Regions from separate parts of the Mus musculus genome. Here regions 1, 2, 3 and 4 are each linked to region 5. Evidence: chromatin contacts called from public ChIA-PET and HiChIP or PLAC-seq data. All regions are on one chromosome and are shown on one strand. The core of a region is the stretch at or near the end of the contact, and the rest is flanking DNA. Distances in the headings are between cores, read along the strand shown.

Region 1 (5,868 bases), core at 1,107-3,606, 440 kb before region 5:
GAGATGACCAAGAGCTGTCTGGTGGGACCCCACTGTTCTGGTATTATGGCTTGGCCAGGCCAGGCCAAGCATCTGTCATCTCTGGAGCTGCTTATCCATGGCCCTGGTGACATCTTGTCTGGTCATCTTTTAGACATGGCCAGCCTATGCCCTGAAGGATGTTGAGCAGCCCTGGGCTCCACCCACTAGAAGCCAGTAGTGACTCTCCTTCAGTTGTGACAAGGGGAATGTGTCTCCAGGCACTGTCAAGTGTCCCCAGAGGGCAAAATCATCCTGGGTTTAGCTTACTCTCCTAAGGAAAGACAGGGTGCACAGGCAGTGGGTGACAGTGACTTTAGAGGGTAGCCTCTGGAAATCATATGGGGGTCACTACAGTGTCTCCAGTCTCTGCTCAACATCTGGCACACAGTAGGTTCTTGGTAAAGTGAGAGTCACAGAAGAACTCTCACCAAGCACTGGCTTTATCTATACTGAGCAAGGCCAGATCCCTGTCAGGCTACTGTCCCTTGGGCTGGGCAACTGCAGTGGGTACCACCTCAGGGGGCAGGCCATGCTGGGTGGCTGTTTATCTGTATGCCAAGGGCAGCCTGCTGGGTGTATTAGAGGCCATGAAATAATGATGAAGTCTAGGAGGGGTAATTAAAAGCCACAGTGACATTGATCTGCTGAGATTTCTGAAAGAGCCCAGAGCACACGGGGCGACTCTCATTCTTACCTCATGCAGGCCCAGCCTGATTGGCCCCCTGGGCATTGCTAGGGCCATGGAACCTCACCTGTGGCCGGGAGACTCCCAGGGCAGCAGCCAAGCTGGCTTCAGAGGCTGTGCAAAACAGGAGGCCTGGGCCTGGGGGGCAGCCCAGCTGCTGTGCTCTGCCCAGAGAAGGCAAGGACAGGCTCACTTTTAAAGACACAGCTCCCGTTCACTGTGCTTCAAAGTTTCATCCTTCTCCCTTCAGGCCTAGAGCCAGGGAGAGAACTTGATGTGTTTCGGGGGCCAATTCATCCTTGTTCTTTGGGCCATGAAATCTGCATGAAAGGCTGCTTCCTGAGGGAAAAGTAACCCAACACTTACTTCTTGACCAGGGCAGAGAACTGAGAGCCTCTCCCCAGCAGGAACAGTTATTATATTCTTATAGTAACTATCTCTTCAAAGCAGGACCCTGATAAGAAACATTGTTTCCTTATGTTAAACTAATGATCAGCTATCGTCTTTGTTGTTAACTATACAGAGTCTCTCTCTCTCTCTCTCTCTCTCTCTCTCTCTCTCTCTCTCTCTCCCTCCCCTCTCCCCCCTTCCCTCTCCCCCTCTCTCCCCATGTGTGTGTGTGTGTGTAAACATATATGTGCATGCATTTATGCACATACACATGTGCTCATGGACATACACATACACTTATACAAGGAGACTTGCAGGCCGGCCAGAGGACATTTCTCAGGTACCACCTTTCTTTTGAAATGGGATCTCTCATTGACCTGGAACTCATCAAGCAGGCTAGGCTGTCTGACCAGAGAGCCCAAAATATCTACCTGTTGGCATTACAAATCCACACCCCACACCAAAGTTCTTGTCAACATTATTTATTATTATTATTATTATTATTATTATTATTATTATTATTATTATTATTATTATGTTTCTGGGAATTGAACACAGGTCCTCATGATTGCAAAGCAAGCACGTTGCCAACTTTCAGCTAGCTCCCCAGCCTTCTTTAAGGTGATTTTGCTCATAGTCTGAGAAAACTGAATTTCTACCAGAGTCTGACCACTGGAGATCTCTGTGGTCCTGAGCAACTCGTGTAAGCATACCTAATGTCTGAGTGAGCCTGCTAATCAGCAGAGGTAAGGGGACAGACACTGCAAGCCAGCAAGGGCTCAAATGGGACCGTGTCTGCCAAGTCGCGATCTTGAGAACTGGAAACTCATTAGCTCTGGGGCTTTGTGTTAGAGTCTTGCCCACACTCCAGATCCTATGACCCAGCAGGCATGTGAAGGGTGCATCAGCAGCCTATTTCATAGACTGGGTAACTGAGGCAATTCAAACTAGCCTGTCTTGCCGATTACCAGAGTCCACGCTGCACTGGAAGCCTGGTTGGTTGTTGTTAGGTTTTTTGTTTTATTTTGTTTTTGTTTTTATTTTTTGTTTGTTTTGTTTCCTTTTATTTTTAATTCTAGCTGCTAGAGTCAGTCACAGGCGGTTGGCTCCCCAAAGCCTCACAACTATCTTCCTGCCTGCCTGCCCTGAACGGGCAAACATTGAACCTCCACACATAATCGCAGCCTCTGGCCTTCCTTGGTGACAACCAGCCTGTTTTCTGCTCTTGCCTCTGTCACATGGGTGGGGGGGTGGGAGCCACACCTCTGATCTTCACACGGTGAAGAGCGAAGGAAGCCGAAACCCTGCCAGAGGAGAGGGGTGACAGTCTTCTTAAGCCTTGACAAGTCAACTGTCTTGCCGCAAGGGTAGAGTTGGACACCTGTTCCAAGGTCAGAGGTCGCAGTGTGAAGACACTCTGTCTGCCCTGGGAACTGCCTGGAGCAGGCGAAAATGTCTTCCAGAATCTTGGAGAGGTGTTCTGAGTTTATGTCCTGGGGAAAGCCCAAACCTGTTGTCTCCAGGGCACTCCATCCTCCACATCCTTAATGTGCACAGAATGATGGTGGATGGACCTGGCTGGGGCCAGGCTTCAGCGATTTAAGTGAGCAGTTATTGAGTGTCTAGAGTATATAGCCCTACTTACTTAATATAGCTCTAACACAATGGACACTTCTATTGGCTCTTTCAGGTCATTACAGCCTCAGGCTACATTACCAGACACTGTCTGTACCTCAGCCCCTGAGGTAATGCTTTGATTCCATCCCAGATGCCTTCCATGAAAGGAGGTCAGAGTGACAGGTGCAGACCGAGGCCGTGTGACCCACCCACGAAGCCGACGCGTGAAGTAAGTCAGCCAGCCCAGCAGAGGGGTCCGCCGTGCACTGCTGGGAACAAGAACTATCTCAGCTTTGCACACCCCTTCCACTTCTGAAGAGCTGGCTTACAAGCAGAAGTTCCATTCACCCCTGGGTTACCATCTCTACCGTCGGAGCAAAGAGAGCCGTTCTCATGCCGCATGGCTGGTGACTGGCCTGTGATCTCAGAGTCAAATGGGTTTCAAAGCGTCTTAACATTTCTCTGTGGGTAAAACCTGACCTGAATTGTTAAAACTCCTTGAAGTCTCTAGCTGGAGCTCACATTCCCCTCACCGTGAGAACAGACATGATCACTGCTGTGCCCGTAGAAGCACATTCTGTCCCTAGGTGTTACCTTGACCCCACGGGTAGCATGGCACAGTGTAGTTATAATGCACTGTTCTGATCTATAAAATACAGCCAGCTTTAGGGTTCTGTGAAAGAGACAGGGGGCCACAGATCAAAACCACAGGCCCAGTTCAGAGCCGTGTCCCTTCAGTAGCTTCGGGCTGTGGCAGTCACAGCAGTTTGACAAATAGAGTGGCTCTGGCTCCAGTTCTGGTCCATGCAACTGTGATTTGTGATGTCCTCAGCCAGCTAGGAGCTCCTGGGAGACTGGGGCCCAGTGTCAGAGAGGAGCAGGAGCCTTTCAGGGAAGACAACCTGCGGAGGTTTTGGGGGGGGGTGGGCATACACGGAAGATCCTGGAGGACTGGGCACTCGGGGGTAGGGGTGGGGTCTTCACTTCTCTAGATGTTTTGTGATGACTTGCAGGCCCTGGGCAGAGAGGCAGTGGAAGTTTAATCTTTCCAGAGTTTGCATCTGTGTGCTCAGAGAAGTATAGGGCCCCTGGGAACTGGGGCTGGGGAGGAGGGAAGAGAGAATTAAGACCTGCTGAGGCCACAGCAATTAGCAGGAGCCACCAAGACCTTTTTCTGTGGTAATTGGCTGTCCCTGACCTGGTGCTACAGGGGACGCCAGGGTCTCTAGGGGAGCACTCAGGGACGTCGCCGCTCACAAAGGGCTCAGGGCTGACCAGGAGATCCAAGTAAATAAGGTGGCACTCAGCTTCCAAAGGGCGAGGAGATGATGTAATAGGGACTCCCTGTGGGCGGGCGCCAGGCATGCTGAAGAAGAGTGGCCTGAGGCTCTGGGCCTGGCCTCTGCTGTCCATTTCTGTACTCAGGGCTGGGCATGTCTCTCTCCCCCTCCTTGGGTCTCTGCTCTCATCTTTGCTTCTCTCCTGCTCTGGGTCTCTCTAGCTCTCTTCCCCTCAGGTTTTCTTCATATGTGGTCTTGTGGATTTTTCTTGTTTTCCCTGGACTATTTCTTCTCACGTGCGTGCATGCCCCCGGGTGCTCAGCTGCCCTCCACAGATATAAGTGGACACCGCAGCTGGTGCTTCCTGCTTCTCAACGGAGCCTGGGATCTCCACAGAGAGAAGGGGATTTGTAGCACATTTCAAGCATACATATCTATTCTGGAAATGTTTGGGGAGCAACCATGACCTGGCCCACCACTTAAGACAGAACAAGAATAGAGTTGGAGAAGATAGCAGAAACATTAATAAGTAAAAATGCTGTTTCAGGAAATAAACACTGTGAAGAAAACTAAAACCAGACATGGAAGTAGACTCTGTTGGGAGCAACAGGGAATAACCAGGGTTGCCAGACACGGTATCTTGGTGACATTCTGAGGGAAGTGTGGCATTGACCAGCTGCAGAACATCCCACCAGGGGTAATAAACAGAACACAGGCCCCGTGACAGAAGCCGGCCGGGTGCATTAAAATGCAAGGGAAGAGACGCCAGGTGATGGTAATGTGACAGGAAAGGCTTCATGCTTACCCATGACTCTCAGATGAAGAGATTACCGTGCCATAATTTCACAGAAATTGCACGGGTGTTTCCAAGCTGAGATTCTAACTGGCCTCTGTGAGGAGCAGAAGGCATTCCGCAGAATCTTGGTAGAACAAGGGTAGAGAATATCAAACGGGGTTGGGTGGTGCTGGCACTCACCTCGAACCCCAGCATTCAGATGTCAGAGACAGGCAGATCTCCCAGGTGGAGGCCAGCCTGGTCTATAGATCGAGTCCCAGGACAGCCAGAGCCACACAGAAAGTATCCAGTGGAACTCTGAGTTACAGGCATCACTTAAGGGCCTGACTAGGAAAAGCTCCCACCAGGCCTCGAAAGACAGAAGCAAAAACCACAGCCATGGTCTTGAGCTCTAACCACCACCCCCAACCCCCGCCCCGCCACTATCAAGCAGAAGCAACATGGTCCCAAATGAATCGGTCACTCTCAGTGAGGAATGGAATCCCAGGGGAGACATTTCTTCTTCAATGGCTACAAGCCATTTTTTTTTCCTGTCTGCCAGGTTACACAGGGCCAGAGAAGTCTAAGGTATACTGGTAAACAAAAGAAAATTGAGATGAGGAAAAATTAGTCTTTTGGCCTAATACCTGACCCCTTGTACAGGATCCGTGGACAGGAAACATGGACAGTTAGTACTGACAGGCAAGTCTTGATTTCCACAAAGAGCAAGACGTATGTCACCCTCGAACCTGACTCAGTGTTTTAAATTGCAAAATGTGACTTTGAAAAAGACTCATTACCTGTATTTTTGTTACATGGGAACTTTGACCTCACCAATGGCACATCTACTCTCTATAGCTTCCCCACCAACACGCACACACAAACACACACACACCTAATATGGGACACCTAATTCACAGAGTGTACAGACTCACCCAGTAGACAATCCCATGAGGAAATCTTGGATAAAGAGAGGATAGCTTCCACCCAGAGCACTGGGGATAAGCTTAGAGGTAGCAAGCTTACTCTTCTGCCCACCCCTCCACTCCTTTTCTGTTTCCCTCCCTTTTTCTTCTTCTTCATTAAGCACAAGTTTTCTG
Region 2 (5,826 bases), core at 1,743-4,242, 440 kb after region 5:
TGCCTGAAACCGTAGCATGCTATGAAGCCCTTCTCCTACCCTGGGAAACATACACCAAGATCAGGGATGCCATTTCTGGGCTTTTTCTGGTTTCCTAGGCCATCAGTGATTCTAAGTTGCATCATCTCCAAAGAGCCTTTAGCTGCTGCCCCACAGGCCCAAGGCTGCCACCCAAGTGAAAACGATCTGCCATGTTTTAGATGGTTTCCTTCAGATCTGAAATCTCACATGGGAGTGACTGCCTGTAGGGGCTGAGATAACACCTGCTCTGCTGGCCAGTCCTTTTGCAACCAGGCCTCCTGTATCCCCTGCTTCATAGCTAGTCACATTCCCCAGGCCACACTGTATCTCCTGCATCCCTGTCTTATCCCTTCTAGGCTGTTTTTCTGAACACCATACGGACCACTCTCCTTGCTTACCCCCCTGAAACAATGCCCAGGCTCCCAGGGTCCCCAGGGTCCCCAGAAGGCAGGTAGACTTGCTCAGCAGCCTGGCCTCCACTGCCTCTTTTCTCCCCAGCACTTCTCTGCCTTCTCTGCCTCTCCTGCAGGTCAGCTGGCTTTTCCCAGATGCTCTGAGAAAGGGTGAGACAGAGAACCAATGCATGGAAGGATGTCACACGAAGCACCCCTGAACCCCCCCCCCCCAGACCCAGCTGCCACCAGTCCCTCTGCTCAGGGCTTGTTCAGGATGTCCCAGGGATGCCCAGAGAGGGACAGCAAATCTATCTGCTTTTCCCCTAATACGGCAAATGCTCCAGAGTTGGGGGCTACCAGTTTCTCCCCCTTCCCACCGACTCTCTCCCCTCCTCAAATACAATTCTGGTAATTATACAGGGGATGGGGGTGGCGGCCAACTGCCTCCCGGACAAATTAGGGTCTGGAAGTGTGGAGGTTTTTAACAACCACTTCACCTAAAGGTAGGGAGGGACTGTAAAATAACCCGTGGCTGCGGCGTACTAAAGCAAGAAAATAAAAGTCAAGTGGTCAAAAGGACCTTGATGAGACCAGGCTCAAATCTGGTTGCAAAACATTTTGTTTTAAATGCAACCAGCAAGTCTCCTTTGACATTACAACACTGAAAAAAAATAAATAAGACTCCCCTTCTCTCCTCCCCTTAAGAGACATCCCTTTCCTAAGAACCTCACTTTAATATATATGCCCCACAAGATAATAACAACAACAACGACAATAATAATAATAATAATAAACGCACAAATTCTTACTAAGGTGTCTGCGGTAACAAAGGAGAGAGGGAACAGCAATAGCTTCGAGCAGATGGCTCCTGTGCTGGGTTGGAGGGGAGGGGAGAGCCCCTTTATATATTTATTTATTTATTTAAATTCTTTAAAATATAACATAAATATTCGGCTCTCGACTGCAGGGCAGCCAGTCCTCAGCGGCGGCCGTCATTCACAGGCTTCTCCAGCTCCAGAGCCGGGAGCCCGGCCCCAACGCAGCGAGGTGAGCGAAGGATTGCAAGATTACAACCTGCCTGAGGTCTCGATGGCACCCAGAGGAAATTTTATTTCTATTGCAATAAAAAATTTAATAAATAAAAAGCAACCGCGACCAAAAAAAAAAAAAAAACCCGCGGGGGAGAGACTCGCGCAGGCTGCGGCCGGGGCTTCCCAGAGCTCTGCAAGCCGACCTCGCCGGTGGCAGCGCGGGTACCCGGCTGGCTCTGGGAGAACTGTGTACCTGCGCGGCTCGCGCTGGCGTTTTCTTTTCTAAATGAACCCAGCTGGGGCGGTGGAAGCTGCTGAGAGTCTGCCCTGCTGCCTGACTTTGCAAGCCCCTCCACTTGCTTGAAATCCGGCGGATTTGCACCGCGACCTGCCTTGTTTATTTAGATGGGAAGATGAAAGATACAGAGATAGAAAGATGGATAAGAGGATGATAGGTATTTTCTCCCCTTCCTTTTTCTTTCTCTTCATTTTTACTGTTATAAGAGCATCCCTTTTTTTTCCCCACTCATGACTTTTTTGTTAACTCGTGGCGGGGATTTTTTTTTCACCAACCCAAAACCTCCCCCCCACACCTTTTTTTTTTTTTTGAGTTGGGGGGGGAAAGAAGACAAGACCGTCCCAGGAGACGGAGGTGGGGAAATGAGGAGGGGGTGCTCCAGCACAGCAAACAGCTGCGCAGCTGGATTCTTTTGCAAATAGCGAGAGGAGGGGAGGGGACGGCGGCTTCGGAATCCTAGCAGCGGCGCGGTCGGCGCCCAGCCTGGCGGGGCGCAGCGACCGGGAACCCGAAGCCCGCGGCCATCCCTTTCCCCTGCGGGTCCCTGGGTCCAGGGCGCTCTCGGGGCTCCGTCCGCCCGCTCCTCCGAGCGCGGACCCACGCGCTCGCCAACTTTTCCCGGCTCCCCCTCCCCCTCCACTCCTCGGCCCCCTCCCCCTCCTCTCCAAACCCCGCCACCAGCGCCGCCGCCGCCACACACGCCGCTTGGAGGGCCGAGCGTCCGGCCGGGCTCGGCGCGCACAGCCGCCTGCAAGCCCGCGCGCCCCCTCCCCGGCCCGGAGCCCGCGGCGGCTGCCCCCGGCTGCAGAGAAACTTTCCCAGAACCCCACGCTCGGCCGCTGCTCCCGGGTTGGTGTCCCCAGCCCCGGGCGCCCGGAGCCCCAGCCGCCGGCCCTTCGCGCGTGCGGCAGACACTTACGCGTGATGAGTTCCCTCTGGGACAAGTGCTGCGGGTTGCCCTGTTTGCGGCGGGACATTGCCCCGGCATCTATTCTGGCATCGCCCGGAAAGCTGCACAGATGCGGGCCGGGGAGGGGGTCTGAGCCGCCGCCGCCGCCGCGCCTCCTCCTCCGCCCGGGTTGGTGCCTCTGCCCTTCCTCTCTTCCTCTTCCTCCTCCTCTTCTTCTTCTTCGTCTTTATTTTGCTCTTTCTTCTGGGCTGTGTTTTTGTTTTTGTTTTTGCAAAAAGAAAGAAGAAAAAGCCAGGAAGATGGCTTGCTCTAAAATAGAGAAAAGGCTAAAATAAATTATAAAACTGCTGTTGCTCGCCGCTGGCTGGCCGGTTTCTTTAAAAATATATTCTTTTGGAGGAAAAATATCTCTCACACTTCTTCAAAGTGCTTGGCCTCTTAGACTTGTAAATGTCTTCTTGAAGTTACGCCGGGTTTTGCACCGGCCTCTGACACTTTTCTTTCGGGGTCTGGTAGGTGGAACGCGCACTTCCACCCAAGGGGAGGGGGGAGGAAAAAATGCAAACAAATTTCAAAAAAGCCAAAAAAAAAAAAAAGGCAAAGAAAACTTGGGGACTTGTCTCGTACCCCCTCACCCCGCCCCCTCAAAAACCCAAAAGCAATGAAAAGCTGCCTTGGTTCGGCTCTTTCTGGGTTTTCTGCGCGCTGCCTGCTTTTTTTCTTTCTCGGAGGCTGACCCCTCCGAGGCTCTGGGGGACTCCGGGAGCGGCTCCTTCCCGGGTCACCTGGCAGGCTGGCGCCGGCCGGAGGGGCTGCGGGTCCCCGCGTGCGCTCCCCAGCGCTGCCCGGCGCCGCGGGCCCAGGGGGAGCGGGGCTGCGGGGCGGCTCGCCCAGTGCGCCCGGGTCGGTGCGGGCGTGGACGGGAGCTATAGATTGCAACGTGAAGATGGCGGAGTCCGGGTTCTCCGGGAGCTCTCGGTCTCTCTGTGGCTGGGGCTGCCTCTGTACAATGGGATAAAATTCAAGTTCAAGTGCGGACGTGACGTTTAATCTGCTCTAGAGACAAAAAGACCCAGAGAGTCGGAGCACTGGGGGCGACTAGCGGTGGCTTTTTAACATTGTACCCTGTAAGAGAACAAGAAAGCACACACCGAGACACGCGCGCGCGCACTCACACACACTCGCCAGTGCGCACACCCGCAACCCAGGCCGGCCGGCCACACGTGCAAACTACTGTTTTTGTAAGCTGGTCTTATCACCGAGCACCGGTAGCGCAAAAGAGGGTGGGGGGGGATAAATAAAATAAAATCTTGTCCCCACTCACTCTTCCTCCCCCGGGAGCCGGACTCCCTGAGAAAGGGGGCGGAGTGCTGTGTGAGTAACTGAGGTACACTGAGTCCAAGCAAGTCCAAACCCACCCACTCGAGAAAGAGGGCTGGAAACCACGGGCTGGGGGAGACTGAGGCGACAGATAAAATTGTTTTCCTTCACTCTCTAGAAAAGTAGTTACAGTTGGTTTTACTTATTTGGAGAGGGGAGCATTTTGTAGAAACTTCCAAAAAAGTGTCTCCATATAAACCGTTGGGGGTTGGTCGTCTCAAACAACAAAATTAATGATACTGAGGGGCACAGTGGGGGGGGGCACATTTTGTTTGAATCCCATTCCAGAAGGGTTCTTCGCCCTTCTGGGCCCCATTAACTCCTAGGGGTCAAGCACTGCCCCGCCCCCACACCCTAGTCTCCTTGGGAAGCACGCGCTAGAGGGACGGGTTGGGGGGCACTCCACGTGGGAGAAGTCTGGGACTCACAGACCCAGAAGTGGGCGTGGTCAGCGCTGGGAAAGGAGGGTGCCTCGTAGCGGCGACCCCCCCCCCAATTCCCTCCGTGAAATCTCTGCAACCTGGAAGTCGTCCCCCTCCTCCATCGCCCGGGATCGGACTTGAAATTGCTTGTCCGACCAGGAAGGACAGAGCCGCCTTTTCAACCGTTTGATCTCCAGCCGGCCAGGACAAGGGGAGTTGTGGGGGCCTGCCCGTGGCCCGGGGACAAGGCCAGGCTGCAGTCCCGAATGCACCGCCCCCTCCCGGCGCTCTCCTCCTGGAGACCAGCTGGGTCTACTGGATAACCTGGCCTCCCGCGCTGGGCGCGCCAGTAGGCTGGACCCCTCTCCCTTCCCCGGCGGCCAGGGCGGGTCGGGGCCTGGCTGGGGCTGAGTTTTGTGGTGAGCCTGGCTGCACCACCCTCACTCCGCCCCAGGCCCGGCGCCCCGGCTTCAGCCCAGGGATTGGCGAGGCTGCAAGGCCTCCAGGCGAGCCGCCTCTCCCGGGGCCTGCTCCTCAGGGGGCACCTGGGCTTTTTGTTCATCCTGAAAGCCATGGGTGGGGCCATGGCACCAAGGAAGAGGCGTAGTGCTAGGAGCAAGGAAAGAAGGATCTCTCTTCCCTTCCCACTTCACCCAAAACAATCACTGTACGATGTGCCCCGGCTTGCAGTTTCCAGCGCTTATGGACTGCAGGGTCTACCGACCGAGGCGAGGCTGAGATGATGCTGGTTGGGGGAGGGCTTGCACCTCCTTCCGCAGGCCGCGTGTAGCCGCCCACTACCACACACACATGGGCACCCCTCCACGTGGTCCAAAGTCTGGAAGCGTCTCCTCTCAACCCATCCCGTCTCACTGGAAAAAAGAATTCTAGGAAAGTGGCCGAAGTAGGAAAATAATATAACCCACACCCACCCTTTAATAAACTTCCCAAGAAATCCATAAACTGCCCTTATCCGCACACCCCCGCATCAATTTGAAAGATCAACTAGCCTTCTGTCTCTTAGACTCGCAGATGGGAAGGAAGGCCAGAGAAGGATACGACTTTGCCCAAAAACACACAGCACATCAGGGGCAAGTCTGGACTTAAGACGCTGCGCCCTGCCCAAGGCAGCCTGCCACCATGGGCGCGAAATTCAAACACGGCCCTCACCTTCTGGGGGAGATGGCTACGAGTACGGGGGAGCGAGCCAGGGGCCCGGGTCGAGGGAGGAGGAAGAGGGGCTCTTTCGGAAAACAGGGAGCTTAGGGGTCCAGGAGTCAGCTGCCTGCTAGAGCACGGGGGGACCGGGGACAGGGCAGCGGGAAGCAGCGGCCGCAGTCCGGACTGACCCCAGCAGGTCCTCCCCGGA
Region 3 (5,834 bases), core at 1,160-3,659, 410 kb before region 5:
CCTGGCCTTCAGGGGTGGGATTGAAGCCTGGTGGACACAGCTCCACATTTCCAGACTCCTGACTATAATGTGAGAAGCACTACTCTAAGAATCTGATTGGGTGGGGGAGCTTAAATGATTCAGAGACAAAAGAAGCAGTGGTGTGGCTCCTTCCCCATTTGTCACCTGTGCCAGTTGTTAGGAAACACCCCAACACTCTAGCTTTCATCTAAGAGCTGCCCAGGCTGAGAGATTTTGAAAATGGCTAACTGCACAGCAGCCTTTTCTAGAACTGAAGTGGTGTGGCTGTAGACCCTGATTCTATGACACCCATTCACTCAGCACAAACCTGTCAAACCTCTACAAACCACACTGCAGACAACTGTAATTCTGGATGAAATGGGTCCAATTTGCTCTCTTGAAGAAAAGTGGGCCAGCTAGATGGCAGAATCAGAGGGACACTAAGAACTCTCCAAGAAGAGAGAGGTGGAATATTCCAACCAAGGAAAGGACATGCAGTTTTGTTTTTGTCTTGGAAGCATCAACAAATATTCTTTAGGGTAGACGATCAGGCAAAAGTTTTCAATTTCAGACAAACTTTAGTTTGAAACAAGGAGAAGGAGAGTTACCATGGAGACCGAGGTTGTGGTGAAACTGAGCTTTGAACATGAGCCTGCACAGCGACATCTCTAGGTTTAGTTGACCTGAAGGGCTATGCAGCACACTGACCCTGCCTGGCAGCAGTGGTCTGTGTGTCCAGGTCCTCAGCAAAAGCCCTAGTGGGTTTTCTGCAAAAGAGTAACATGTTCAGTTGACCCCATGAGAAGATAAATCTGACTATGGAGTCAGGGATGCTGATGGAGCCAGTCTGGAGACAAGTCCTACGTCTGACTATGGAGTCAGGGATGCTGATGGAGTCAGTCCAGGGACAAGTCCAGCAGAAGCAAAGCTCTGACAAGAGTACCAGGTGGATCAAGCCCACTCCCAATCCCCTGACACCCAGCTAAAGAGATGTCGGTGTGACTATGTATTATTGTTTTCTGACATCCCATATGTTGAGACTGTCCCCTCCTCCTGGTTAGAAGGAAGTGGGTGTTAGGATCCAGAGTGAGCTGTTTCCTTTGACCCAATGACTCACACTCTACTTCTCAGACTAACTCTTCCAGTTCCCAGTAGATAGCCACAGGCATCAGTCGGATACCGAGGATCAGAACCTGAGCCTTGAAGTTACACAGAAGGCATTGACCTGCTCGTCAATACCTACAGATTCCTGTCCAGGGCTCAGTTTCCCGTCTAATGCAAGGAGGAGGAGTATCTGCAGCTTGTGGCCTTGGTGACGCATCACCTGGGTGCCCTTAACCCCGAGACTGGAGGGCAATAGACTCTCATCTGTCATGGATGTCCTCTATCACCTCGCTGCAATCCTGAAGGCCCAGGCTTTTAGAAAGTCCACAGTCGATAACTTATTTGGCTGTCACAACTAGCCTGACCTGAACTTACTAGGCAGCAAAAATTGACCCAGACTGACACCGGGCTATTTATAGCCCGTGTTTATTTCACTTCATGCACATGTTCATACATTTTCTGTAGAAATATCACTGTGCCTGATTGCAAGGCATGGCCCCAGGTCCCACTGGGGGTGTTAAATAATACTAATGCATGCAACTGCTTACATTCTAAACGGGAAGCCTTCTGAATGCCAAAGGCCATGTGGCCTTGAGGTTTCTCTTACAGAGTCGTGGATTCGTTCACATGGGATAAAGCTCGCTCTGTTTTGAGGAGTGGCTGGTGGCTTCCTCACTCAGATAAAAAGGAGTTCAGGGCTAGAGAGGTAGCTCTGTTGGTAGACTATGCACCCACTATGTATAATGTACCTACTATGTGTAAACCTTCTGGTCCAGCCACCAGTACCTTAGGCATAAAGCAGATATAGAGGCGCAAAATTGTAAACCAGCACTTGGTGAGCAGAAGCTTAGCCACACAGGGAGTTCAAAACCAGCCTGAAACACATGAGATGCTGTCTCAAATGGTAGCAATAATTGTAATGTTATTAACAACTAGTCAGATGTTTTTAATCCATCAGGTGCATAGGAAGAGAAGGAATTTGGATCTGCAGAAGGGCAGGGTGCCCAGCTCCCTCTCGCCACCTAAGGAGACCCCACCCCCAAAGCTTATTTCCTGTGTTTACCTCCCATTTGCAGGCTGTGAAGAGAGGGCAGGGTGTGTGTGATCATCCCTCCTCTCAAAGATGAGAGAAACTGAGGCTCAGAGTGTCCCAGTGACTTGCCAGAGACATCCCCTCAGCTGGAGAAGAACAGATACCCATGTGGTTGGAATGCCAGAAGCTAGGCTCTGGGCCCAAAGCCTTGTTTCTTTGGGTTATGTGTTGAGTGCATTTTTTTGAGCACACAGGAAGTGCTCAGTAAACGCACTTGCAGTTGGACTATTTCTTTTTACATTTCCCCATCCAGCCCTCATCTCCTCCATCACCAGGAGGGAGGTAAGGTGAGCCAAACTGAAACCACAGACAACGCTGTTAAAGTGGTGTGTATCAGAAACACGGCATGGTAGAAATGTGCTGTCTGTCTGTCCTTCACTCAGTCTGATTGATTAAGCAATACGAGGTTCTCTGAAATGTCCTCCCTTCAGATAAATAACCAAGGCGTTAGGCTGAATCTGACTTGTAAGTTGTGATGTAATGGGAAAACACCTCCCGTGAAACCGGCAGGGTGAAGGCCAGCAGAGGTTTCTGGATCACAGAGGAAGGGCTTCATTCAGGGACCATTTCATCCCCCGCTCCTCTGAGCCCCACTGTGGGCCCTCACGCCGGGGCATTTCAGAAGCTCTGTGTGTTCATTCCTGGAATCTTCTTGCCTTTCATCTCGTTTGCTGTGTACAGTAGCTCGCCTGTCCCCATCCTTCCGAGAATGTCTCAAGCCCTGCCTTGACTGTAAAGCCCTGGGTCCTTCTCATACCTCTCTCCTACCTCTTTCTCTGTGTCCAGGAGCTGTAGTCAGAGTCATGGTACCAATGACCTGGGCATGGGAAGCCCCGAGCTCTGGTTCTCTCTCTTCTTTCTTCAAGGGTGCTATCACATGGAAACTTTGTCTTTAACTCTTAGTTCTTCATAGATGCAAACAGTCAGTTTCGTCTGCCCGATGCTGTTCTCCTATGAGGAAGCATGGGTACCACATTATCTGAGGAAGGCAGAGCACTCTGTGTGAGGTGTGTGGAGCCCCGCAGCTATCATCTGCTCTATGGCTTTCCATTTTTTACTTCCTAGCTCTTGATTGTTTGATGGTCGAGTGTCCTTTTGAGACCATATGGCACCAGAGTCTCCTTTCTCGCCTTGAGACACACACACACAAGGAGTTATGCCTTTCTTACTGTTATCGAGGGTCAGTGATTTTTCAGAGTCCCCCCTTCTTCCAGTTCGGGCTTTTCAGTGTGGCCTTTTGGGCAACTGCTGCTGTATACCTGAGGGTTAGCTTGAATGTATATTCCAAGCTTTGTGTGTACATTGAAGCAAGATAGGTGGGAAGGAAGGGCAGCCACCCTAACCTCATAGTCTGATGGTTTTGGGGCTCAAACCTGGGGTCAGGTTGTGATTAGGCTACTTATCAGAGCTTTATGGGTTTCCAATAAACAGATGGATGGGTGGTAGAGAGCACTGAGGTGGACAGTCAGATCTGGGGTGACCTAAGACTTAGATAAGAGACAAAAATTGTCAACATAGGCTCATGGTTGGTCCTAAATGTCCAAGCCCTGCAAAGGTCAAGACCCTTCTAAAAAGACCTCACACAAGCCTAGCTTTTAGGATGGACTTTGTCCCTTTCAGGCTGCCCAGGAAGGGTCAGAGATGGGGACTTTTGTCTGTGAGGACATTCTCTTTCCTTGCGAGTCACTGGCCTTCTAACATCCTATATGTGATTTCTGAGTGCCTGACAGGCACAAATTACTTTTAGTGAATTCATAGAGCGTGAACAGAACTCCAGCACTCTTCTCCTGGTGGGACTTTCCACGGGTTGACCCGAGCAGGTTTCTATAAAGAAGTGACAACTTGCCTGGAGGCCCTTATCCCCCGACTGGTAGGGACAAAGCTGCAAAGTGCTATATCATCTTCCTCTCCCCTCCTCAGCCTCCCCACCCCACCTCAGGGAGGGCGCTTACTGCTGGGCCTGGCGCCAGAGGAACTGGTGGTTGCTTTTGTGGTCACCCAGCAGTTTTATGAAGGCCCTTGAGGTACTTCAAGTACCAGGTGGCCCCAGTGTGGTTAAACTGTCTGGGGGCCGAACTCTGTCAGTGGCCACCTGAGAAGCGCAGGGGCCTGAGGGTGAGAGCTGTTCAGTTGGCTGTGGTGATAATTACATAACACAGGGAAGGCACAAATGGCCATTGTCAAGTGCACACTCACGTATGATAAACGAGCGCATTCCCAGTCTTCTGGGGCATTTGATGGGCACGACCTGGTTTGCAGAAACTATTCCTTTGTGGAAGTCACACCAACCCCCTGGGTACGTTGTTTTCCAGAGTTGCCCAGATGTAGAAGCTGGCTGTCCAGGGTTCACCTGTCATGGAGCCTTTGGTGAGCTGTGTGAGAGTGTTCTTCATCACAGACCCCATGAGCCAAGAGTACTTTTGTTATGTGGGCAGTGACACCGGCAGCCCTGAGTCCAGTAGGGGACAGTCTTTCTGGGCCCTTAAGCTCTCAAGCAGGCGTGAGGCAGAGAGTTATCTGCCTCTTGGTCTTCCTAGCTGATGTGCCATAGAGTGTGTCTCAGGCTGTAGTCAGATTGCAGAGTCGCTCAGATCCCTTCTCAAAGTACTTGGAAGCTTCAAGAAGACGTTTCAATACGATCTTCTCCTGCTTTCAATCCTTTGATCTTCCTTCTAGAATGGCCTTTCTCAATCTTCCTAATAACCTTTTCATAACCCTTAAATAGATTTTCTCATTTCCTGATGCCACTCCAACCATCAAATTATGTCATTGTTACTAATCTTGCTAGTTATGAACGTTAATGTACATGGATGGCATGCAGGTCTTCTGATATGCAACCCCTATTGAAGGGTCCTTCCATCCCCCACTAAAGGGTAGGGACTTTTAGTTTGAGACTGTTATAAAAGCATTGATCATAGTCTGGCATAGACCAGCAACCAGGAAGACATACAATTAAGGACATATGTGTGCATACGTCACATGTATACACAAGCACCTGCATGCCTATATTTGCATACAAACACACACGTATACACATGCATGCACATCAACACAAAAACACAGACACAGACATACCTTCCACCCTGAAAGTCAAACACACCCCCTCCTCCATGGAGGAGATCTTTGGTGGGGAAATGCAAAGCAGTTTGTTCAAGGAACATTCCATAGGTGCCCAACACCACGTTTGGCTCTTTGTAAATAATATGCCTTCCTTGAGGCTCCCAGAAAGTTCCCTTCACTAAAAGCTCTTGTTAAAGCTCCTGTCCTAGTGTGGATGTACTTATCATCTTGATTATCTCTTTAGGCTATACACTACCCTCAGTGCAAGAGCCCCCTGACCCCCAACTGTCAATCATTGCAGGGCTACACATTAAGTCAGTCAACAAATGTGTGTGGAGTTTCTAGTCGGTACTTTGTATATAGTGTTATAGCGCTCTCAGGCTAAGTACAGACTCAAGGATCTGATTATAAGTGAATGAATGAATGAATGAATGAATGAGTGACAAACTAGGGAGAGATAAACAGTGGATTCACTGAATTGGAGGCCCTCGACATAGCCCTCAGAGAAGAGGTTGTCTGTGAGCTTGGCACGGAAAGTTAGAACAATTGAGGTGGTCAAGTGTAATGGCTGAAGGCA
Region 4 (5,456 bases), core at 1,641-4,140, 360 kb after region 5:
TCAATCGGGCCGGCCACAATATGGAAGCCGAATCTCTTGTCTGGAGCTGTTGACCTTGACATGAGGCCACATTCCACTTGCCAGAACCTTCCTAATAGTTTAAAGGAGCAAGACAGGCATGGACAGGCCTGTGTACCATCATGGGATGTAACATCTCCAAAGCGGTAGGAACAGGCCTCTTATTTCAGACCTGGCACATAGTATGGCAGCCTGAGTCTTGAAAAGCCCGTCTCCTCCGTTTAAACTTGCCTCTATCAAACAGATATCAACACTGACACTAAGTCAGTAGCTTCAAACTCCCCGGCAAAGCCAATACAAACGCTGTTACCATACCCTACAGTAGACAGGGCTGTGGAAATGGACCTAAGAAGCCACCACCTTTGCTGTACCACCAGCCTAACCTGGGGCTTCTACAATCCTGGGTAGACAACATCTTCACTTCCTGTCAGCTAACGACACTTCATAGGACGCTGCACCCCCTACCCCCACAGTGTGTGTATGTTCTGAAGCCTCTGTTCCCAGCATGCACCTCTCTAAGTTAGGTTTGCCAGCCGGCCAGGACTCACAGAGAAGTACCGTGTCAACCTGGGGCAGCATTGGGATTCACTTGGACCATTGCACCAGCAGGCCCAGGGCAAGTAGCCCTGGAATCCAAGACATGCTTTTGCAAGCCAGGGATTTTCCCGACATCCCCTGATACTGCATCTGTGGGTTTGGTGTGGAGGGGAGCAAAGCAGAGAAGGACGGACGGAAATAAGAGAATCCTGGAAGTCCAGCCTCATTCTGCTGTACATGAGTGTTCATGTGTGCATGAATGTGTGTATATATACATGCATGAGGAAGCTTGAGGACAACTTCCAGTGTTGTTCTCCATCAGGCGCCATCTTCCCTTTTTTGAGACAGGGTCTCTCACTGGGACCTGGAGCCCACAGACTAGGCTGGACCGGCTGGCCAGTGTGTCCTGGAGGTCCTCTCCCACATCCCGCATCCTAAGAATAGGAGTAAATGACACCATTCCTTGTTTCTTATGTGCATCCTAGGGTTGGAACTCGGGTTCTCGAACCTGCACAGCATTCCTTTACAGAAAGCCGTCTCTCCAGGCCTTACTCCATCCTTTAAACTGCCACCAGAGAGCTCAGGATACAGGGCTTGCCTAGCATATGAGGCCCTTGGTACAGTCCTCCACACCAGACCCTCCAGCAGAACTAAACAAAACGACAACAAACAGAAACAGTCTGGGAGAACAGAGGCTACTGCTCTCGCCAGCTGTCCCAGCCTGTCTGGGTGGGTCTGTGTTGGGCAACATGACCTCTAGCGAGAATCTTCTGTTCTAGCCTGGTTTCACAAGGTCTGGGTAGCCACGATGCTTGTGACTAGACTGTTAGGCTAACAGGAGCCGTGCCTCTCCAAAGCCCTGACTGCTCCATACTCAGCTTATTAGCTAATGCTGGCCAGAAGACAGGTTCAGACTCTTCCTCACATCGTGTGTGTGTGTGTGTGTGTGTGTGTGTGTGTGTGTGTGTGTGTGTGTATGTGTTTCTTAAGAAGGTAAATACAAGTCCCTTTCAGACACATTGGAGCTATCAACACAAATGAAGTACCATGTCCTAGGAGGTCACATATCAAATTAAAGGTGTTTCTGTACCCTTCTCTGGGCCCCAGCCATTCTAAGTAATGGATTTACAGAGGATGGTTGCTGAGATCTGGGGTGTTCTTAAGTTGGGGCCCATCTCTTCTCAGCATCTCCATTTCCTTGAGTTGCTCTGAAGTACTTCCTGTCTCTTTATCTGGTGGCCACATGTTTTTCTAGACTGTTCTATCCAACAAATACCGAAGTCCAAAGCAGACTATGTAACTAGGTAGCCATAACCGATTCCATGTTTTAGAAAAGCAGAGAGAAGGGCACACATATTCTGACCTGCATGCTCTAGAACCCAGATGTCACCTCCATAGTTAAACTGTGAGGAGAAAGGGGGCTGACTACTTGTCCGGTCAGATTTCAGGGCCACTTGTCACCCTGGGGTGAGAGCTATCTTCATCAGAGCCCCTAAGTGTCCCTCTACAGAACTCTAGGCTTCACTCACTATAGGCAGCAGCCTCCCCCAGTACCTGACAGAAAGAAAAAATAAATCCCCCAGCCCTTGAAGGCCCTCCCTTGACAACTCTCTTTCCAGCCACCCCCTTCTTTTTTAAAATAAAATGTTCGTTTACATGTGACGACCTCATGGCTCTCTCTCGCCTACAAATAGCCCTGAGTATGGGGCTGCTCACTTTTAAGAACTAAACAACGTCAGAGAGTCTCTGGCGAGCCACTTGGAACGTCTTTCTATTCAGGAACTGAATAAGTATTTTATAGACACAGCACAGGCACAGATGGCTTGCTTTTAGACAAGAAGAGCCTTAGACAGCAGGTTGCGTCAGACTCAGGGCTTGCTTAGCTCATCCCAAACCCGTCCTTGCTGCATCGAACTCAGAGAGATACCTGCACGCAGGTGGCCCAGTGCGTGCCCTGCAGTGGGCGGTGGCTGCTTTGCTAATGGCTGGGACAGGGTCCACTAGCCTTACACTGCTGTAGCGGCTGCAGCTAATGATGCTAACTGCTGGGTCCAAATGACTTCAGAAGCACCAATCCTGGCCTACAGACCTAGAAATGTCAGTTGCGTTTGTCTCACTAAATCACACGGGGCAGCTCAGAACCCAGAGAGGGCCCTGCGGTGTCTTTTCTTGCTTCCTCCCTCCTTACTTTCATAGATCTTTAGAACACACACTGAGCCTTCTTTGTTCTTTCAGTATGTTGTCTGAGGAGTTTCAAACGCAGACTCCTACCCCAGATCTCTTCTGACAAGACTCCCCACCCCCCATAGGAGCATCACTGAACACTTGGAACTTGATCTCTAAAGGGTGTAGCCAAACATGAGATGTCACCTCTCTGAGCCTTGCTTCCTACTTGGCCTGGGGACTGTGAGGTCCTCCCTCTATCCACCGCTCACTGCTGTATAAATGTGGCAGTAGGTGTTATATACTGCGGGTTTGTTACCCATCCTTGTATGTGGCTCTGAGTGTTTCAGGGATGCCTTTTGGTTTAAGGCCTGGAAGAAGAGTAATGTAGCTTGACTCAAAAGCAGCAAATGTTAAAGGACACCTCTGATCAAGCAGGGGAACTGGTCTGGGCCGCCCGGGCTCCTCAGTAAACCACAAAGCACTGCACGGCTCACTCAGCATTATCGCTACCTCAGCTCATGTCACCCTTGTTCACTAACACCTCTGAGGGAAGCCAAGTGAGGATCATGATCACATGATCATGCTAGACCACGGGGACAGCAGTTTAGAGAATCACCGTGCCATCACCACCTTCCCAGGCCTCCCTGCGTGTGTCACATTGTCAATGGTTCCATGTTGACAGTGCCCTCTCATGGAAGGCCACTGATTGTCCCTGGACAGTCTCCCATTATGTCTACCCTGTGGCAGGCATTCACTCTAGGGTGGAATACGGGAGTCATTTTACAGAGCCAAAAAGCATATTGGTGACATATGCTGCTTGGGAGACCTAGTGAAGGGACCACATGGCAGTGAGGTGGCTGAACCTGGGACAGTAATTGGTACCCCTGGGTGTCTCACAGTGATCCTCCTCACCCCGAACCCAAACAGAAGGCTGGTCTTGTCTTGCTTCATCACTTAAACCCCACCCCAACCCCTGAGACGCACACCCCCTATAACTGCTAAGAGTGCTCTCTCCACAGTTTCATGATGACAACCAGTACAACCATTATTCAGGTGACAAGTACATCTCATGTTCACTTAAAAACTGTCCCCCTCCCCATGGGGCTGGAGAGGTGGCTCAGCGGTGAAGAGCATTGATTGCTCTTTCATAGGACGCTGGTTCCGTTCCCAGCATCCGCGCAGCAGGTCACAGCTATCTGTCTGTAAGTTCAGATCTAGCAGATCTGATGCTTTCTTCTGGGTTCTGTAGGCGTGGTATGCACATGCCACACAAACACACAAGCAGGCAAAACACCCATACACACAGAATAAAATACAAATGAATCTAAAAATTAAATTAAATTAAACTGCCCCCCCTCCGGCTGGAGGTGTATTTCAGCGTCCCAGTGATAGAGTACTTGCCAATCCCCATATCTTCCAGCACTCAAAAAATAAAATAAAATAAAATAAAAACAAAAACAAAAACAAAAACTAAAAACATCTTTCACAATGTCACAGAGAAAATGTCAACCGGGGCTCCTTGAGCACTTATAGCCATCTACAAATCCATAAGCATCCTGCTGGTACCCAAGTCATCACTCGGACCTCAGCTCTGGGAGGCAGAAAGTAGAGCAGAGGTAGCGACAGACGGTAAGAAATCTCTACCATGGGCAGCAATGAGCTAAGGACACTACAGGCTTCGTGCATCGCGCCCACAGCTCAGAAACTGCAACTGCCATCAGTTCCATTTTACAGATGAAGAAACTGAGGACTGGAAGAGATGAGGAGATCTGCCTGACGTTCCCCGGCTGGCAAGTGGCGGTGTCTATGTGGTGCACTGTAAGGAGAAAAGTTGCTCAGGAGAGAAGTGCCTGAAGTTCAAGGGCCTAGGATAGGGGTGAGGCACGTGTGTCTTGGTATTTGACCTTCCATCTCAGCAGGAACAAAAAGTCAAGATGAGTTGCTTTAGGCTAGAACTGTGGTAACTGACTCCGTGCCGACCCGCAGAAGGGAGTGATAGAGTGGTGGCTCTGACGGTGGCTGTGGGGAGGCTATGTAGGGCTATTGACACTTAGTGACAGGCTCAGCTGGCCTCAGTCTTACAGACAGATCTATCCATTGACTCTCCCTGCAAACTGCGGAATCCTCTCTGCTCTGTGCTTCAGAGAACCCTGAGCAAATACAGGGAGCCTGGGCCCCTCTGCCATCCGTGGGACCCACACACGGGAGCTCAAACAGTGGGAACCGGGACAGAAAGGACTGAACAAATGTGTTCTTCCTGTCACCGTGGGCCTTTATCTCACTGCCTGGGTACCCTACATGCTTCATGCTCCTCCGGCAGCTCACAGTCCAGGGGCTACAGGTCACCTCTTAATGATTTAGCGCACGCACATGCACACGAACACACACACATGCATACTCTCTCTCTCTCTCTCTCTCTCTCTCTCTCTCTCTCTCTCACACACACACACACACACACACACATACACACACACACAGAGAGAGAGAGAGACAGTTGTATGAACGGTGCTGAGGGAAAATTTAGAGTCCTGACTGAAGATCCAAGGGCTTAGCCGCATTAAGGATTAGAGTCTGCATTACACCGACTTCTGTCCTACACACCCATAACTGCTCACCCTGACCATCTACAGAAGAGATTAGACGTATTGCAGGCCAGACTGACTGTTCAGACTCCATCTTGTGGCTGGATTCCAAGCTTATCTTGTCAAGTACTAGGACTGCAGGCCCCATGGCAG
Region 5 (6,150 bases), core at 497-2,996:
ATTCAGTATTATTCTTCATCCCATGAATTAAATTACTTTATTTATGCAATTCGCTCAGTTCATTTAATTTAATTTTGTAGTTATAATATAGGGAACACACTAACTAGACTCCTCCCTTTGGGATGGAAATGGGCGAATGTTTTGCTTCTGAATTAACAAGCAGCAGAGCTGATATTTATAATAAATCATCCGTTGTTAGCCATCCTGATAATTATTGTTTGAATGGGCTAAAGCAGACATGGGCACATAACAGACACATTGTTGGCCTTGACTGGGGCTCTGTTCTTTGTGTTAATAAACAATCTAAGCAGAAAAATTCAGAGATGACTTCCCTCGAATAGGCTTGTTTGTTGGACACGAGTTGAGAACCTACTATGCACCTGGCATCGGGAAGCTGCTTCTAATGACATTTTAATATAACACGCACTGGTCTCCCAGCATCTACAAGATATCCAGGCCCCCAGGAAGCCTTGCAGACTTGCTGGGCCCTGGTTGTTTTGGCTTCCCGCTGACTGCCTTGTACCTTGGCCTGCAGATCTGCTATATATACGAACAATGTAAAGCACGCTGAAGCTATATGCCTACACTGCGGCAACCTTCCACTCTGATGACCGGGGTGATTGGAGCTCTTTCTTCCTCTGCTTTCTCCCCATTCAGTTTCCACCTCCCGCCCCCGCTCTCCCTAGTGAACTCTGTGTAGCACACAGCATCCAGTTAGCTTGCATTCCACTTTAGGCAGAACAAGTAGAGATCATCCTACTACCGTGATGTTAGGTGGGACTGTCCACTCAGTGAAGAATGATCTACCTCAGGTTGGTCTGTGGGCCTATCTTTGGGGACAGTTATGATGGCCTTACCTGACATGGGAAGATTCACCCTCTGATTGCTGCCCAGATGAAAGGACTCTCCTGACCTTCAATCTCACTAGCCAATTTCTCTACCCTGTTGCTGCTGTTGCCTTGGCTGAAGAACCAGCCTCTTCTGGGCTTTCTACAGGAATAAAAGGCCGGCCTTCCAGGGATCCTTCAGGTCTTTGGTGGCAACTCTATGGATGGAGAAGCTACCAGGTTCATTACAGTATGAGACAGATACTTGACTATGCCAACCCCATAGTATAAACCAGTTGAATACCCCATCTTTTAACACATATTCATTTTATGGCTCTGTACCTCTAGAAGACCCTGAGTAGCCGGGCAGTGGTGGCACACGTCTTTAATCCCAACACTTGGGAAGCAGAGTCAGAGGCAGGCAGATTTCTGAGTTTAAGGCCAGCCTGGTCTACAGAGTGAGTTCCAGGACAGCCAGGACCACACAGAGAAACCCTGTCTCAAAAAAAGAAAGAAAGAAAAAGAGAGAGAGAGAGAGAGAGAGAGAGAGAGAGAGAGAGAGAGAGAGGAAGAAAGAAAGAAAGAAAGAAAGAAAGAAAGAAAGAAAGAAAGAAAGAAAGAAAGAAAGAAAGAAGAAGACGACCCTGAGTAATACACGCTACCTTTTACTTTGTCACTTGTATGATCAAAGTCTGTTAACCATGATGCCCACACCCCACACCCCCAGCGCTTGTGTATGTGCATCCCCTGGATGGGTACAGCCTTGTCCATCCCTACATTACCTCTTCCCTCTACTCTCTCACCTGAGGCCTCCATATCTCTAACTGGGTTTGACAGTGACATCTTCTATAGAGAGGCACTGTACTGAGTCTTAATGAAGGCTCCAGAGTGTAAAAGGAAATGTCAGTGCTGGTGAGAGAAAGCCTCTGACAAATTTGTCACTTCCTGTTTATGCTTCATGCCCCGCCTTGCATCACAAGGTGCTGGAGACTCAAGATTTTTTCCCTTCCCATTTTGTCTTGGGATTCCCAGACAAAATGCACAGTGCTTGAGCAAGACCATTTTCTCTTCTGGAAATACACATGTCATGACGCACAGAGACCATCGAAGAGGCTGAGAACCCAACTAAGGTGCATCTGAACAATCAAAAGGAAGACAAGACACCAAACACTGCAGACAAAAACCCCTTTAATGGTTTCCAGAAGTTTCTACGGAGAATCTTCCCACATATTTGAAAAACAGGCTGACTTGGTCCGAACAAACAGAGAACATCACTGAGAAGTTGTGTTTAGCTTTAGATGTTTTCAAAGATTTACTTGTTTTATTTTACTTAATTTTATACGTTTGAGTGTTTTGCTTGCATGTACATACATGTATCATGTGCCTGGATGATGTCTACAGAGGCCAAAGGAAGAGCTGGAGTCATAGACAGTCATACGGCACCATGTAGGTGCTGGGAATCAAACCCCAGTCAGTCCTCTGTAAGATTAGCCAATGACCACTGAGCCATCTCTTGAGCCTCTATTTCATTTGTATTTTTAACCTCTATACATTTCTATTTCCATATATTTAACACAATCTGCCATCATAGAGTCTTGATAAGCATAGCAGATAGAGAATTGTGGGATTCTATGTCAGGTGAAGGATGGTAGAACACCACCCATACCTCTGACAAAGTATCAGAGAGAACAGCAGGAGGGGGGCCACTCCCTACCCAAATCAGGCTTGGGCCTACTCAACTTATAGGGGCAAAAGGCACCTCATGGTAGAGCCAGTTAGGCTTCTGGTTTTCCAGCCAGAGAACTGGCTTCTCAGAAATCATGTGACCAGCAGTCTGTTAATCTGATACTGTTGGAAAGTCCCTGCCTCCTCCTGCAAGCTTTGATATATGAATTGGTATGTCATTAACATTTGCCTGTCTTCAGTCAGGTGGGGATATGCAAATTAGGTGCATTTCCTCCCTTGTCCTTTTTCTTCCCATCCCTCCCTTCCCCAACCCCACCCCCACCCTCATCCCCAACACCACCCCCACCCTCATCCCCAACACCACCCCCACCCTCATCCCCAACACCACTCCCTGGACTTGAGCTCTATAAACTAGCTCCACGATTTCAGTAATGGAGCTGTCCTCCATCATAGTCTCCCAGGTCATTTATTCCTGCTGTACCCAGTGACACCCAGACCCCGGTCCCAGGCTCCTCTGCACCCTGAGAACGACAGAGTGCAATGGGCAACTGGGGGCAGGGGACCCACATACAATGAACGTGCCATTGAAGAAACAAGTTATTGAATGATTAAATGAGTCAAAGCCAGGGATTGGATGCAAGGATTCACCACAGGGATCATTGTAGGGAGTGTGGCAAAGAACGAGTTTAATTGTTGGTCACCTCACACCTTCAGATCAGTCAACTGTGTGCACCAATCAAGAATTTGACCTAAGATGAAGACCTTTTTCGAAACCACACAAATGCCATTGATTTATTTTGTATGTTTGATACACCAACACGCTGAATAAATCTGTATGTTGGTGGGAGTATATGTTTTTGAGAATTGTGAGAATTTGAAATCTCGCCCTTCAAGCCCCCTCTGGCAGCACCCCCATGTCCTCCCTCTTCTTCTGTAATTGTTATTCCATATACGTTTTCAGCTGCAAGACAAGTTCCCCTGAAAAGCATCAAGGCCCTAAGTTTTGCCAGCCCCTCAGCCTTTCATCATCTCCACAGGACGCAGTATCAATAACCTTTCTCAAGGCTGTAACAAAATACCTTGAAAGCAAAGTGAGGAAGGGCAGGCTTATTAGGCCATACAGTTTGAGGGGACAGTCTGCGATGGTAGGCAGGAGCGTGAGTCAGCTGGCCACATTATGGTCAGGAAGGAAAAAGAGGACGACAGGAACCCTCTAGGCACAGCTCTCTGTGACTCACTTCCTTCTCTGCACCTTCCTGAACAGTACCACCAGCTAGTGACCAAGCATTCAAATGCATGACTCTGTGGGGACATGCAAAGCCTGACAGACAAACATCTGCACGGTAAAAAGAACTAATCTCAAGGAGGAACAGTGAGATCAAAATAGGAGCAATCTACCTCACAGGGTACAGACTCTGTTTGCAGTTAAGGCAGCTAAGAATAATTCCTAGTTTGTTCTGTTAGGTCCACTCGAGTTAAGTTCCCTCGTGGTAATCAAGAAGTCCCTGCTTGTTCTGTGCAGGTTAAGGTTTCTGCTTGTCCTTAAAGAATAAGTTCCTGTGTATCCTGTACTAAGTCCCTGCAAGCTAAGGTTTCTATTTGTAATTAAGGATGCGCTCCTGATCCTCAGATCTGGTGTAAACTGCTTGCCACCCCTTCACAGGATCTATATCCTTAACCCCGTTCCTTCCCTTTCGTTGGATCTTCCTAACAATGCCAGTGGGTTCCTCTAAATGCTGTGATGTCACCTTGATTAAATGGAGGCAAGTGTCTAGTGGACCAGGTGACATTTCCAGAGAGGATTAAGTAAGAGGTATAGCCCCAACTGCATATTGGTGGCTCCATCCCATTGAAGGAGAGAGAATGAAACCATTGAATGTGGGCATTCTCTCTTTGATTTTCTGTCAACTCTGATGGGAGCTGCCCTTCCCATGAGCTCTGTCTGACAGACAAAAAACCCTGAAATGATGAGCCAAAATAAATCTCCCCTCCTGTACATCATCTTTCTGAGATGCTTGGGTTTGATGGCAAGTAGCTAATTCACCCCGAGGAGTGATACTGCAGCCGTTGAGGAGATTGGTGTCCGTCAGATGACAGTTGGAACACGTGGTCCAGAAATATTTAAAATCAGTCAGTGGAAGAAATTTGGAAAGCCTTGAGTGGGAGTTCACTGGGTTGTTCTAGTGAGAGCCCAGAAGGCCACGATACAGATAGGAGGGCAAACAGCCAAAATCACCTCACAAGGTTACACAGAGGAATGGGGATCCCACCGGGAACTGGATGGGAGGACATCTATGTTATACTGTTGTCGAGAACTTGTGAATTCCCAGTAGGTTGTCCATTAGGGAAGAATGCAGGAGGCTATAAAAATGAACCAATGGTATCCTTGGGGAGGAAGTGACATCAGGAATGTGAACCACTGAGGAAAGTCACAGCCAGTGAGCAGAATCAGACCAGGAAAGATCATATGGGATGGAGCTGGCAAGGCCACTGATTTGTGGCTCAAGACCTCCAGAGTTCCTGTCTTACCAGTTTGTGTCCAGGATGACAGGCCTGGGACAACAGGACACAGTGTTTGTCCTGCTCACTCCTGTCCTCGGTGTTAGTCTGAGCCTCTTCCTTAAATGTCACAATTATCATTTTCTACAGTGCTAACGTTTACACTCTTTGTCGAAGCACATACCTCAAAGAACTATGGGGTTCACACCTAAGGCCTAGAAGCACATACCACAAGGAACTATGGGATTCACACCTAAGGGCTAGAAGAGCATACCACAAAGATTTATAGGGTTCACACCTAAGGGATAGAAGCATATATCTTAAAGGGTTATAGGGTTCACACCTCAGGGATAGAAGCACATGCCTCAAAGAGCTATGGGGCTCACACCTAAGGGCTAGAAACACATAACTCCAAGAGTTATTAGGGTTCACACCTAAGGGCTAGAAACACATACCTTAAGGAGTTATAGGGTTCACACCTAAGGGCTAGAAACACATACCTTAAGGAGTTAAAGGGTTCACACCTAAGGGTTTTGCTTTGAAGCACAAAGGAGACTCTGTACTTGAACTTTTAAACTATGGCCAGAAGGCCATAGTGTATTGCCAATGATGCTGAAAAGCCTTGCTCTGAACCTCTGTGGTCAACTTGCTGGCCCCTGCTCAGAGTCTCAAGTTCCTTTTTCTAACATTTATTTGGGAGGGAGGGTACATTCCACAGCACACATATGGACAGCTTGCAGGAGTCAGTTCTCTCCTTCTAACATGTGGATACTGATGATGAAACCCATGTTGGCAGGCTTGGCAGCAAGCACCTTTATCCACTAAGCCATCTTGCCAGCCCACATCACAGTTTCTTTATGTTCTATTATCCTTCCTCTTAAACACTACTTAGGATGAGCCAGGCACCAAGATTTTTTTCCCTCTTCAGTGTTTTCCTCTATGGTTGCTCTAGTTCCGTACAGTTCTGTGAGGAGAAATCTAATGTCAATGTGGTTTTCATTTCTTATTAGGAAGTCTGGGCTTTGTGTGTTCTTCCTCTGAATTTCCTCCTATAGTATGTTGGATTTTCTCAACTGTTGTGTGTGGCCCTTTTCTAAACAGCACAAGGCAGTGCTTGGAGCAGCCACACATGTCCTAG

The links. ChIA-PET counts read pairs in DNA pulled down with a chosen protein or histone mark. HiChIP or PLAC-seq counts read pairs in DNA pulled down with a chosen protein or histone mark.
Region 1: a contact with region 5 is called in an H3K27ac HiChIP or PLAC-seq map of thymic regulatory T cells, with 6 times the contacts expected there. The contact joins two enhancer-like sites. A contact is called at or near these places in 5 of 484 Hi-C or Micro-C datasets (CD4 T cells, CD8 T cells, nephron progenitors and 1 more) and 6 of 115 datasets of contacts at active chromatin or transcription factors (T-cell acute lymphoblastic leukemia, double positive thymocytes, memory CD8 T cells and 3 more).
Region 2: an RNA polymerase II ChIA-PET map of memory CD8 T cells shows a contact between it and region 5, with 53 read pairs. The contact joins the promoter of Bcl11b here to the enhancer-like site in region 5. A contact is called at or near these places in 8 of 39 promoter capture datasets (the 3T3-L1 cell line, embryonic stem cells, hippocampal neurons and 3 more), 19 of 484 Hi-C or Micro-C datasets (CD4 T cells, CD8 T cells, Sertoli cells and 10 more) and 15 of 115 datasets of contacts at active chromatin or transcription factors (CD8 T cells, the SCID.adh cell line, SST interneurons and 10 more).
Region 3: a contact with region 5 is called in a BATF HiChIP or PLAC-seq map of CD8 T cells, with 6 read pairs. The contact joins two enhancer-like sites. A contact is called at or near these places in 4 of 115 datasets of contacts at active chromatin or transcription factors (CD8 T cells, acute myeloid leukemia, double positive thymocytes and 1 more).
Region 4: an H3K27ac HiChIP or PLAC-seq map of thymic regulatory T cells shows a contact between it and region 5, with 2.8 times the contacts expected there. The contact joins two enhancer-like sites. A contact is called at or near these places in 9 of 115 datasets of contacts at active chromatin or transcription factors (CD8 T cells, T-cell acute lymphoblastic leukemia, astrocytes and 6 more).

The regions. Positions count from the first base shown.
Region 1 is chr12:107,121,430-107,127,297 of GRCm38.p6, forward strand. No RefSeq gene overlaps it. Among named protein-coding and RNA genes, the nearest start is that of Gm52008, 13 kb to the left of the region's middle. Within about 2 kb of position 2,357, at least 34 of the 459 cell types and tissues checked have an H3K27ac peak or open chromatin away from gene starts, as enhancers often do. A contact at or near this core is called in CD8 T cells, double positive thymocytes, memory CD8 T cells and 3 more, where this site is marked.
Region 2 is chr12:108,000,422-108,006,247 of GRCm38.p6, forward strand. It overlaps Bcl11b (B cell leukemia/lymphoma 11B), which reads right to left and starts at 2,993. Exons shown (of 4, transcript NM_001079883.1): 1 at 2,665-2,993. The coding sequence starts at 2,722.
Region 3 is chr12:107,144,457-107,150,290 of GRCm38.p6, forward strand. No RefSeq gene overlaps it. Among named protein-coding and RNA genes, the nearest start is that of Gm52008, 36 kb to the left of the region's middle. Within about 2 kb of position 2,410, at least 24 of the 459 cell types and tissues checked have an H3K27ac peak or open chromatin away from gene starts, as enhancers often do. A contact at or near this core is called in CD8 T cells, double positive thymocytes and thymic regulatory T cells, where this site is marked.
Region 4 is chr12:107,918,526-107,923,981 of GRCm38.p6, forward strand. All of the region lies in intron 3 of Bcl11b (B cell leukemia/lymphoma 11B), which reads right to left. Among named protein-coding and RNA genes, the nearest start is that of Bcl11b, 82 kb to the right of the region's middle. Within about 2 kb of position 2,891, at least 43 of the 459 cell types and tissues checked have an H3K27ac peak or open chromatin away from gene starts, as enhancers often do. A contact at or near this core is called in CD8 T cells, double positive thymocytes, memory CD8 T cells and 1 more, where this site is marked.
Region 5 is chr12:107,557,640-107,563,789 of GRCm38.p6, forward strand. No RefSeq gene overlaps it. Among named protein-coding and RNA genes, the nearest start is that of Gm33236, 89 kb to the right of the region's middle. Within about 2 kb of position 1,747, at least 25 of the 459 cell types and tissues checked have an H3K27ac peak or open chromatin away from gene starts, as enhancers often do. A contact at or near this core is called in CD8 T cells, Th1 cells, Th2 cells and 6 more, where this site is marked.